Linked DNA regions of Mus musculus: region 2 is linked to region 1. Evidence: chromatin contacts called from public Hi-C data. All regions are on one chromosome and are shown on one strand. The core of a region is the stretch at or near the end of the contact, and the rest is flanking DNA. Distances in the headings are between cores, read along the strand shown.

Evidence for each region. Hi-C and Micro-C count contacts between places; a contact is called where the count stands out from the background.
Region 2: a Hi-C map of liver shows a contact between it and region 1, with 2.8 times the contacts expected there. The contact joins two enhancer-like sites. A contact is called at or near these places in 1 of 15 datasets of contacts at CTCF or cohesin (pro-B cells), 24 of 484 Hi-C or Micro-C datasets (the 3T3-L1 cell line, 3T3-L1-derived adipocytes, the G1E-ER4 cell line and 12 more), 1 of 115 datasets of contacts at active chromatin or transcription factors (embryonic stem cells) and 1 of 9 other capture datasets (embryonic stem cells).

Annotation. Positions count from the first base shown.
Region 1 is chr3:122,865,113-122,870,943 of GRCm38.p6, forward strand. No RefSeq gene overlaps it. Among named protein-coding and RNA genes, the nearest start is that of Gm34577, 17 kb to the left of the region's middle. Within about 2 kb of position 3,384, at least 1 of the 459 cell types and tissues checked has an H3K27ac peak or open chromatin away from gene starts, as enhancers often do. A contact at or near this core is called in liver, where this site is marked.
Region 2 is chr3:123,101,870-123,107,909 of GRCm38.p6, forward strand. All of the region lies in intron 4 of Synpo2 (synaptopodin 2), which reads right to left. Among named protein-coding and RNA genes, the nearest start is that of Myoz2, 70 kb to the left of the region's middle. Within about 2 kb of position 2,707, at least 45 of the 459 cell types and tissues checked have an H3K27ac peak or open chromatin away from gene starts, as enhancers often do. A contact at or near this core is called in liver, where this site is marked.

The sequences.
Region 1 (5,831 bases), core at 2,134-4,633:
AGTCCTTCCAGTTTCCACAGAAAGCATACAAGTTCATTATTCATGGTTGCAAATGTGAAAACACAGTTCCCAGAACATGATGCCAGAGTCAGGAGACAAAGATCAGAGAGAATCTCAAGTTCACACGGTGGAACCTTGTGACAGTATTGGAAAATGGAGGACTCCTCATCCCTAAAGGGGTGCCCTTGGCCTCTTGCTTCACCCGTGACGTAACCCATTAAGACATCTGCTTGAGGAGTCACAGCCTTTGTCCACATTCCTTGAAGAGATGACCTAATTTAAAACAACAACAACAACAAAAACAAATGCTATGCATTTTGGTTTTTTGCCATATTGGATTCTGTACAAGTTGGAAATCTTAAGTGTGGCAAGTGAGCGGTCCCAAGATCCAAAGTGAAGCAGGCAGGGAGGGGTGAGTTCATGTGTATTGCACCGTGGAACATGTTTGCCAAAGCCAGTGTTCCCTCAGCCCCTTGTCCAGCCTTAGCACTCACCAAGTTCTCTGCATGAGGCTGTGCCAACCCTCTAAGGCAGTGCTTCTCAACTTCCCTACAGTTCTTCATATTGTAGTGACCTCAGACATAAAATTATCTTTTTGCTAGTTCATAACTATGATTTTTACTACTGTTATGAAATATAATGTAAAGGTCTGATATGCAAGATAACTGATATGTGACCGTTATGAAAGGACTCCCAAAGGAAACATGGACCCACAGATGCTTTCTCGTGGCTGCTGTACAGTACCAACAGGACTTTCCAGTCAGTGACTTCTTGATTATAGAAAACCATACCTTTCTATGGTTACTGTACAAAGATGTTTAGGATGAAGCTAATTTGAGCTATTTTTTTGATGTGTTCGTGAGTTTGGTTTGCAATCATTTTATTGAGGATCTCTGAATCTATTTTCATCAGATATTGACCTAAGTCACTCAACACTTTAAAAAAAAAAGTCACAGGGAAACCTACTACTGAGGAGCCTTCTTAAAATACACCTAAACACATACATAAAAAGAATAAAATGTGTAACTGGGGCTGGCCTTGAACTAGTGATCTTCCTGTCTCTACCTCCTTTAGCAAATCCTACTGGTATGTGCCACCACAACTGGTAGAGAGGAGGTAAGGGAGGTGGGGGAGAGTGCAGGTGTGTTCGGGGGACTAGAAGGAGTAGAGGGAGGGGAAGCTACAGTTAGGATATATTATATGAGATAAGAATAAATATTTCTTTTTTTAAAAAGTAAGAGTTAAATGGAGTTAATAATGGAGCAGCAATGTTCCTCCAAGAAAACACATATTAACAAATAAAATGCCTGCATCCAGAACTGGATTACTTATTTTGTAGTTCTTGTCAGATGAGGTCCTAAAGACTTCAAAATTACATTTAGTCCTCCTAAGTATTGCTGGAGACACCACACACTTGAGCCTTAGACCATGGTAATCAACTAGAAGCTTCATCCCTACTAGATTGCATAGTGCTAGAAGATTCTTTCTTCCCTCTTTGAGACAGGGTTGTTTGTTGTTGTTGTTATTGCTGTTGTTTTTATGTAGCCCTGGCTGTCCTGGAATTCCCTCTGTAGAGCAGGTTGGCCTCAAACTCAGAGATCTGCCTGCCTCTGCCTCCTATGTGCTAGAATTAAAGGCATGAGCCATGACTGCCTGGCTTGGTAGAAGATTCTAAGCATACTACCAGATGACAAAAGTAAGTATTCATGATACCCATCTGTGAACCCTGTGAGCTGCAATAATAACTGTCCTGGTAAGACGTGCCTACTACTGGTGCAATAGCTGCATGAATATCAAAAGAATAACCAACCAGTTTTTGATTGGATTTAAGGCCCACACCACAAGAAGAAATCCATACCTGGCACCTTTACTGGGCCAAGAACCTGTAGCTAGACAGGTCATAGGCTCTGGAAGAAAACCTATATTCTGCTAAATTGATATCATATGAAACTATTTCCTAATGGCTTCTCATTATTCCTATAGATTAAGGAGCCTTGCAGCCCTCAGCAGAGAAGCTTCTGCTTGCAGTAGATAATGATCAACAAACAGAGCCAGGACTGGCCAGAGTGCTAAGAAGGTTCAACCCTGAAGAAACCCTGTATACTGAAGTCCTTCTTTCAAAGGCTTGGGTACCACTATAGAAGAGAGGGCAGAAAGGATTTGAGAGTCAATGGCGGTAGGGGACTACAAGGAACTGTCCAACACAGCAAGGCATTTACACACATGAACTCACAGTACTTGTGCGGGCCCAAGGCAGACCAAATCCCAGCCTGGAGAGGGGAAGTGGGTGCAATGTTGCACTCCCTAGCCAAGGAGTGAGTTACTAGGAATGGCTAGAGCTTGGGAAAGAAATCAGATCAATTTCCTTTTAAGGACGTAGCCCCTGGCAAGTTGACTACACTCCAGTGGAAGACCACATGTCCAAAAATATTTGGACAGCACAAATTAACCTCAAAGAGAAGGGGGAAATATATGAAGAGAAGGGACATCTATGGAAAGTTGAGAGGGTGAATATAATAAAAACTTATTGGACAGAGTTAACAAGGAGCTAATGTTTTTAAAGTTTAATTCGTATTGTCTGGGCTGCACAACTTCTATAGACCATTCTCCACTTTCTGGAGCTTTTTAGAGGGCACTGGTTCCTTTTGGCCAACAACACAATCTAGAATCACCTACAAAGAGAGAACCTCAATTGAGGAATTACCTTCCTCAGACAGGCCTGTAAGCATGTGTGTAGGACATCTTCTTGATTACAAATAACTGGTGTGACAAGGCCCAACCCACTGCTGGAGGTGCCATGTGGTAGTCCTGGGCATGTGGTACTGGGCTGTATAATCAAGTCAAGGAAGCAAGCCTTTGTCTGTGGACTATGCATTGGTTCCTGTCTCACGCTTCTGGCCTGGCTCTCTTGGATGACGGATTGTGATAGGGAAGTGTTTAGCTATGTTTTGTCATAGCATAGAAACCAAACTAAAACAGAGGTTGGTAGACGGAATGTGCAGCGCTACTTTAATGCAACAGTGCTTAGGAGTCCTTGCTGCTCTTCTAGAGTATTCCAGTTTTATCATCACACACACACACACACACACACACACACACACACACACACACACACACACAATGGATAGCTCACAACACCAGCTCCAAGGGAATCTCTTGCGACACTTGTGGGCACCTGCACATGTGTGACATATACTCACACAGACATGATAAAAGGAAATACAAACTGTTTTTAAAAAGAAGAAAGTTAATGTCTTTAACTTATTTCAAATAAAGGGTAAAGTGAAGTAAACATTTATTTCTCTTTCCTTCCTGACTTTGGATGTAATAGCTGCTTCAAGCTCTTTGATTTCCTCACCATGATAGATTGCACCTTTGAACTATGAGCCAAAGGTGCAGTCTCCATTAAGTTGCTTCTGTTGGGCAATCAAAGCAACAGGAGAATAAACTAAGATAAACTATGATTTTTAAAATTTAATTTAAATTTTATTTTAATATATATTTAATCACATATCATATATGTATATATAAATATGTGTGTGTGTCAATTACATTACACACACACTCACACCCTGCTCAGTCTGATTAGTATTACCTATATGTGTATGATTTCAGGGCTGACTACTTGGTATTTGGGTATTGAATGAGCAATTAGGGGCACATCCCCAAGGAAGACTCTCCCATTCAGCAATCCTCAGTTGCCTATAGTTCTTTGTCTGTGAGTGAATCCTCATGAGATGTTGTCTCGCCCTGGTAGCATATTGATTGGTGTTGTACTTCTTCAAATCTTGTTCTGGCAGCTGTATTGTTGAGATACCATGATTGAAACATCCCTGACATTTCTAGGAGAAACCATCGCACAGTAGATTTTCTGGCTCTCTTACAATCTCTTGCCCCCTCTCCTTGATGTTCCCTGAGCCTTGGCTGCAGGAGTTTGTATTGTAGATGTACCAGCTGGGAAGCCATGATGGTTTCTCCTCTGCATCTTGACCAGCTGTGGTTTTCTGTAATGGTCTCCAACTATAACAAAGAGAAGTTTCTTTGGCAAGGGGTGAGAGCTATTCTTCTCTGTTGATATAAGGATGAGCATTTAGAATGCCATCAGAAATTATGTTGATTTAGTAAAGTAACAGTAATAGGTTCTCTTCTATGATCTATGACCCTACTAACTCTAGGTAGATGGCTAGGTTTCCAGTACCAATCATGATTTCCTTCCTGTTGATTAGGCCTTAAACTTTAACTAGACAGTTGTTGGTTATCACCAACATATGAGTGCCACTATTGTCCCCTTAGGGTTCTCCGTGCCATAGCGATTGCCACTGTGGCTCATAGGTGTTATAGAATATTAGTTGTTTCCCTCCCTTGGAAACTTGAATAGGAACTTCAGGTACTGTTAAAAACTAACGTTCAAGATAGGAACATTTCAAGGCAGATCCAGCTTAGATTTTCCATATCTTATGTCCAAAGTTCATGGTGTCTTCAGCAATAGGGATTTACCTTCAACCCATGGGAGCCAGCCAAGAGCAGTAGCAGTAAGCTAATATATTTAAAGAACACAACATTTTCCAAACTTAGTTTTAGCTTCACTTTTTTTTAAATCTAAGAGCACTCATACATTAAATAAATATTTTTTTAAGTAAGAAAGAAAAGCAGCTTCATGCTATCCACTTTCTAGCACAGCATTTGGAACCATTTTGAGCTACTGAATTATTTAGAAGTCTCCTTGTCCTTGCTGTGTGTCTTGAGTTCTCATTTCAATGTGAGCATCATTTTGGAGACCTGATGTAAACTTTCATTTTGCAAGAACTTTCGTGTAATTCTTCTATGGAATAGTGCGAGTTATTGCTGGCTCTTTTATACATTTAGGATTTTAAGATGCAAAGCCTAGGAAAACTGCTTACCCAGATGGTGTCCTCTAAAACGGAATTGAAGAGGATGCTAACATCCTCCAGGTTTTATGGTTGTGTATTCCAAATTGTACTATGATCATTCTCTTTAGCAAAGATAATTAGACAGACCCTAAAACTGAGTGCCTAAGTCAGTGCCTCCTAATCTACTAAGTGGTTTTGAACATTGGTAAGCCTTTAAAGAAATACTTCATTTTCAAATTAGTTTCACTCTCGTTGGTTTATTTTACAAAACTTTGTGGCCATTGTCAGTCAGCATTCTGCAAAAGTGTGTGTTTTTGTAGTTGTTTTTTTTTTTTTATAAAGCTTTACATAAATCATTGTCTGTTAACATTCCACGGGATAGCTTCTGACAACAGAACCTGAACAAATCCCTAGATGGTAGAAAGTACTCACAGTATAAGCAGAATGGACTCCAGGCCCGCCACTCCTTCTGTATCTTAGTTGCTTTAAACTGGTCATAAAGACTTTATTAGCACTAATTCCTTAATACCTGTCACGGACACCCACCCGCACCCCAATGTGAGATCAAATCATACTTACTAGGATAAATCTTATCCTGGGGACAAGGGACAATAGAGAACAGAATGCCAGATGGATAGTCACCAACGTCTTCAGAGAACATTGTTCAGAACTAAGCGTGTGTGTGTGTGTGTGTGTGTGTGTGTGTGGTCATTTGAAATGAAGTTGTACTGGGCATGGAAGCACTTGCTTGTAATTCCAGCACTTGGAAACTACTCGAGTCCAGCATAGTTTTTATGGTAGCACGCTGTCTCAAATCAACAAGATGTGTTTGCTTATTCTAGCCCTTCCAAGAGTAACTAAACACCAAATAATTATAGAGAAATGGTTCTTATGCAAGGTTACTTGACACTATCTGGATGCCATCTATCTTTGATTCATAATTGTAGTCAATTCACAATA
Region 2 (6,040 bases), core at 1,457-3,956, 240 kb after region 1:
GTTATGGCAGAGATGTGTCACTTGGGTGTGGTCTTTGATGTTCCAAAGGTTCCGAGGTTCTTAGCCTTCTCACTCTCTGCCTTGCACCTATGGATCAGAGGTAAGCTCTCAGCTACTGCCCCAGTGTGGTGACTGCCTGTCACCATTCTCTGGCCATGATGGTAATGGTCTCTAATGCTCTGGAACCATGAGACCCCAGATTAAATGCTTTTTTTTTTAATTAGTTGCCTTAACCATGGAGTTTTAGCACAGCCATAGACAAGTAACTAAGATACTTTCTTATTTAAGAAATTTTGCAGCCTGATGGTGGTGGGGCACCCCTTTGATCCTAGCATTCGGGAGGCAGAGGCAGGGGGATCTCTGAGTTTGAGGTGGATCTAATCTACAGAGTGATTCCAGGACAGCCAGAACTACACAGAGAAAAGCCCTGTATTTAAAAAACAAAACAAAACAAAAAAAATTTCATTTTAGAGAAAAAGGAATTCTATAAAGTAGGTAAGAATTGTCAAGTGAAAAAGTAGGTAAGAATTGTCAAGTGAATGATCAATTTTCTGAAGTAGATAAAGGATAGGTAATTGTAGCCTAAGACAGCAACTTGTAAAGGCAACACAATGTCTAAGCCCTTCTAAGCATGGGGCCGGGGCGGGAGGAGGAAGGAAGTAGGAGAAGAAAACAGAAAACCCCCATAATGTGCATGTCTGAAGTACTTATGCATCTAATCTAGCCATTAAAAACCAAAAACACCAGAGAAGGAGTGGGAAAGAAGTTTTTAACAAATAATCGAAATGTTCCTCTCAAACTTCGCTTGATTTGTGGCTTGGGAATCATTTTATCCGGCCATGGTGGCTATGTTTAATCTCAGCACTCAGGGAGGCCGAGACTAGAAAAAAAAAAAAAAGAAATCATTGTATGGAATATTATTAGTCTGCCACTCTCTCTCTCTCTCTCTCTCTCTCTCTCTCTCTCTCTCTCTCTCTCTCTCTCCCTCCCTCTCTCTCTCTCTCTGAGATGAGAATGAGAGAAGAATTAGGGAATCTTACTTCATAGTCTAGGTTGGCCTGAACTCTGTTTCAAAGAAACCTGATAAAAAGAAGGAAGGGAAGTATGGCTAATTAACATTCAAAATGCTTCAGAATTCTTTGATTTAGATCAATAAGAATGTTTTGAAATCTCACTTCCAGAGAGATTTCAAATTTTAAGTTAGTCACTTTAAAAACCACTTTTGATTGGAGTTAGCAGGTCTAGGTCCCCAAACCAAGGGCAGCTTTTCTTTGACAATCCCTTCTCTGAGAGTTACAAAGATGCTGAAGCGCTCAAGACTGTCTTAAGTGATAAAACTATAATTCTGCTTCTGAAAAATATTTATCTCACCCTTGATGTGTAGTGACTGATCTGACAAAATCAGATCTTGAGGCTTCTCCTATCTTTAATAAAACAACAAGGACAATACTGGAAGTCAGTTGCTGAGCCACAAACTTTGGAATGGCGGTCTGGGAAGCTCTACGAGGGAGAAGAGTCTGCTGCCACCTGGTGGACGCTAGGCGTAATCACGTTTGCTTTAACACCTCACAGAGTCCGAGCAGGCCCACAGCCCTGCGTGGTTTGGTTGTCTTTGATGAGGGGAGCCTACAAACTATTAAGAGTCTTAAAGGACTGTTAGACAGGTGTTAGAAATGCGTTTTATAAAATGAGGTGCACAAACAAACAAGTATCAGATGACAAATTCCTGGCTCCCACCCAGATCTAATAAATAAGTATCCAAGGTAAGGCCATGCCAATCTTTACTCCCATGGAAATGAAAGTTGGAAAACGATGTAATAAAACACAAGAAAGACATACGGGCATGGTGGCTTATCCTGTATCTCATACTTAGTTCCTGACTTGCTTTGGTTTGAGATGCGGGGGGGGGGGGGGGGGGGGGGGCACTCATGAAGCCCAGGCTAGCCTCCAAATTCGTCTATAGCTGAGGGAGACCTTTAACTCCTAATCTTACTGCCTTCACCATTGCACCATTATGCTGGCTTTCAGCAAGACTTTCCTAATTCAGATTCCAGCGTCGATGGAGCTCATACTAGGCTGCCGTGAAGAATTAGTTAGCCATATCCAAACATTGACAAGCAGGTCAGGTATTCATCCTTGGGTGCTAAGTGTGGGAAAAAAAAAAAGAAAAGAAAACTCAAAATGGCAGATTCATGCCTTAGACTGACACCTGGGGTATCCAGGTTACTCAATAGTGGATCTTATTCTGGAGTGAGCAGTTGTTGACGGCATTTATACATTTGAAACACACTGGGGAAAAATGACCAAGGGTAAACCAATTCAAGACCCAGTTGTGGCTTTTGGGGTTTGGCTGTTTGGGGCCCAGTTGTGTTTTGTCTTTAGCTATGACTAGACGTCACACATGAAAATCTAAGCCATTTCTGTTTCATTATATCCGAAACAAAATTCCAAATCCAAGCTTGTTTTGATTTGTGATTCTTTTTTAAAGGTCGAGTCTTCTGAGCTCCGACTTCTGCTTCTGACTCATAGACATTCTAGAAGTACCAGAAAATCCACAAAAATTCCCTGGGCGGAGGTGGTCATGTTGACGTCCCTCCCTGCATGGCTTCTGAGGCTTGTGTCTATGCCTTCCCAGGCCCTGGGCGCTTGCTCTGTGGAGACCTAGATTTCAGTCTGGCTTTGGAAAGCAACCATACCTCTTAGGCAAGATCAAGTACTGCAAAACAGGTCGGGTCATTGACCCTTTGTCCCCAGAGGGAGTTGCAGCAGGCCTGGGGACAGTGAGGTGCAGTGAATGAATGGGTCAGTGGGTGTTGTCAGGGCAGGAACACACAGTGAGACTCTATCTCAAAAATAAAAGGGTTTGTGTGCGTGTGTGTGTGTGTGTGTGTGTGTGTGTGTGCACCTCTGTGTGCTGAGAGAGTATTTGCATCATCTCGGGTAATCCCACATGGAATTTACTTAAGAGGTGATTATCTTTTGATCATACCAAATCAAACCAGTCCCTTTTTCCTCCCCAGCATCAGGGATGGATCCTGGAACCTCATATTTTCTGGGCAAGCACTGTACTGTTGAGCAATGCCCTGTCCCCAAATCACAGCTTCTTAATTCCTAATTTTGCGGGAATTTTTGTCACTCGGTATTATTGTCACTAAATTTGAGGGTTTTCTTTTGTTCTTTCTCACGGATCTCCGTTTTCTCTTGGTCCTCTACGGTCCTGGTAGCAGTGAGCACAGTCTGGCACATACCAGCCTACAAGGGCTGGGAATTTGTTTGATGGAGTCTGTTCAGCACACTTGTCTGAAATGTAAGGTGTGGTCTACGGTTGCTTGGAAGTATTTGACAGGGACTGTGCTGGCTAATTTTATGAACTTGACACAGACTAGAGACATCTGAGGAGATGGAGCCTCCATTGAAAAAAAAAAAAAAAAAAACAAAGGGCCTCCAGGAGGCTGAGCTACAGGCAAGTCTGTAGGGCATTTTCTTAACGAGTTCTTGATGAGAGAGTTCAGTCCAATGTGGGTGGTGCCACCCCTGGGCTGGTGGTCCTGGGTTCTATAAGAAAGCAGGCTGAGCAAGCCCCGAGGAGCAAGGCAGTAAGTAACATCCCTCCATGGCCTCTGCATCAGCTGCTGCTCTATTTGAATTCCTGTCCTGACCTCCTTCAATGACAGACAAGAATGTGAATGGGTAAGCCAGATGAACCCTCTTCTCCCCAGCTCGCTTTTGGACATGGTGTTTCTTCACAGCAATTATAAGCCTAAGACAGGGAGGGTTGTCTGTCTTGGGGGAATCTTCCAATGGGGTCTGCATAGCAGGAAGGGTTGATCCCCCCACCCCAGGTACATCTAGGGTGGCTGCTGCCTCAGCTGGAAGTGTCACCCTCACAGGTCCCAGTGATAACTACTCGTCTTCTTTGAAACACTGGAAGCTGGCGAGTCTCGCATTATAATTCTGCTTAGTAGTACTGTTAGGATGCCCAAAGTGATGGGTTTTGAATTACCCAACTATCTAACAGGAAATTTCTTTGAATTCTCTCGGGGGGGGGGGGATGCATAAAGCCAAGGAATCATTCCTTTTGTTTAGTCTGCATTTCTTCTTGTGCACACCCCTCCTCCTTCCCTCCATCCTACCCCCTGCATCACCAACCCCCTTTTTCATGTTCTGTTGGGTTTTTATTTTATTTGATTCATTCCAGGGCCTCACACACACGCTAGGCAAGTGATCTACCACTGAGCTATATATTCCTAGCCCTGACTCCATTTTCTAAATCGTATCCCTTGCCTAGCCAGAGGCTGTGACCCTGTCACACAAACTCGCTGTCAGAGCCGTATCCCCCCCCCCCCCACCTTATAGCTATGTCTTTCTTAGAGACTTATTTCCATTTCCATCAAGCTCCCATAGTATATAAATTTATGGTCTATCTTCGGATGAAAGGGTCCTTCCCAAGCCTATTGTATGGAAAGCCATTTATCCAACACGGAACTTCATGCGGAATTTGCTTGCCCAGCAGACAACTAGCAGGTCTTCTGGAGTGAGAAGGCAGGGTGGAAACAATGTAGCCATGGATGCAGAGTACTGGCGTTGCCAGCAGGTGTATGTATCAGCCTCACCCACTATCCAAAGCTCAGGACCCGCACAAAAACTACATTAAGCCTTTTGAACCCAAGAAAGAACAAAAACATCTCCAAGTTGGGTCAGTAGATCTAAATGACAGGCCAACAGAGGAAGCAGAGGGGGCAAGCTCTTCAGTTTTATTTCCCCTTTTTAACTTCCTATTTGACAGGTCGTTATTAAACATTCTGAATTTCAGGTGTTCCATTAAGTAGCAAACCACCTTCCCTCTCCCGGTAAATCCCAGGAGTAAAAGCAGTGTGGCTGGTTAGGAAGGCAGAGCACACACTGAGTTGTTAACAGAATGCTAGCTCACAGTGTACAACCTAGGGCAAGGTCTCCAGCCTTTGTGCCTCGGAACCCCATCAACAATCCATAAAATGGGCACAAAAATGCTACCTCCTTTACCTGGACAACCAATCAAAAGGGTATTGTAGGAAAGATACTCAGCTGATGCCGGGCTAAAGTTTTTGTAAACTCAGTATTCTCATTATAGTTTATGTAAAACACTCACATATTTTACGACTATCAATAAGCTAATTGTCCTTCCTACCTTCTGCCCACACTCTAGTCCTCGGAAGCTTTGAAACTGTGTGAATGGCCGCCCCAGCTTCTGTCCCTAACTGACATCCTGATAGGGACTGCAGGTCTTCATTCAGGGTTGTCCAGTGTGTCAAAATGTCATTCCCCCATCAAGAAGAACCCAGCACTGTACTCTTTGATGTCAACTTCCAAGAACACTTTCTGTTTCTTCCTACGAGGCACATTTCTTTTTCATGCAGGGCCAGCTACTGTCCTTTGACTTTAAACTGTTTCTCATGCATATACCAGGGACCTTTCTTTTGGATCCATGAGATCAGATCTCTGCAGAGTGCTTTGAACATTTCTGAGTGCTCCCATTGGCAGAGGCAGGAAGGAGGGAGATTGAACAGCAGGTCTTGGTGGGCTGTGCTTAGGGACTCTAAACTATCATTTCGGCAGTGGTAAACTACACCGGATGTAGATAAACAGATCAAGAAAGAGATAAACAAAGACCCCCAATTATACTGAGTTAGCTGCCAATCTTCTGACCAAATCAGTAATCTGAAACCTGTCTGGCAGAATTTTCTGTCCTCACAGTGGTCTGGGTGATGGGACCCAGGAACCTGCATCTGTGTGCCCAAACACACCCCTAGCTCCAGATTTGACAATGTTAAGATTAAAATTCTCTCCATTCAATCGCCTCTGAGTGGCTCTTTGACTTCTGAGAGCCAAGTGGTGGATTAGTGTGCACACATCGTATGGACCACACACTTTAAACATTTTAGAAAGTGACTTTGTCGAGGAAACAACTGCACATCAGTGCTCCTGCCTCGAGGAATGGAAGCTCACGGGGTGAGATGCGGTGTCTGGTCATTCAGCACTTTTGCCTGCTGTTTGGATCTTA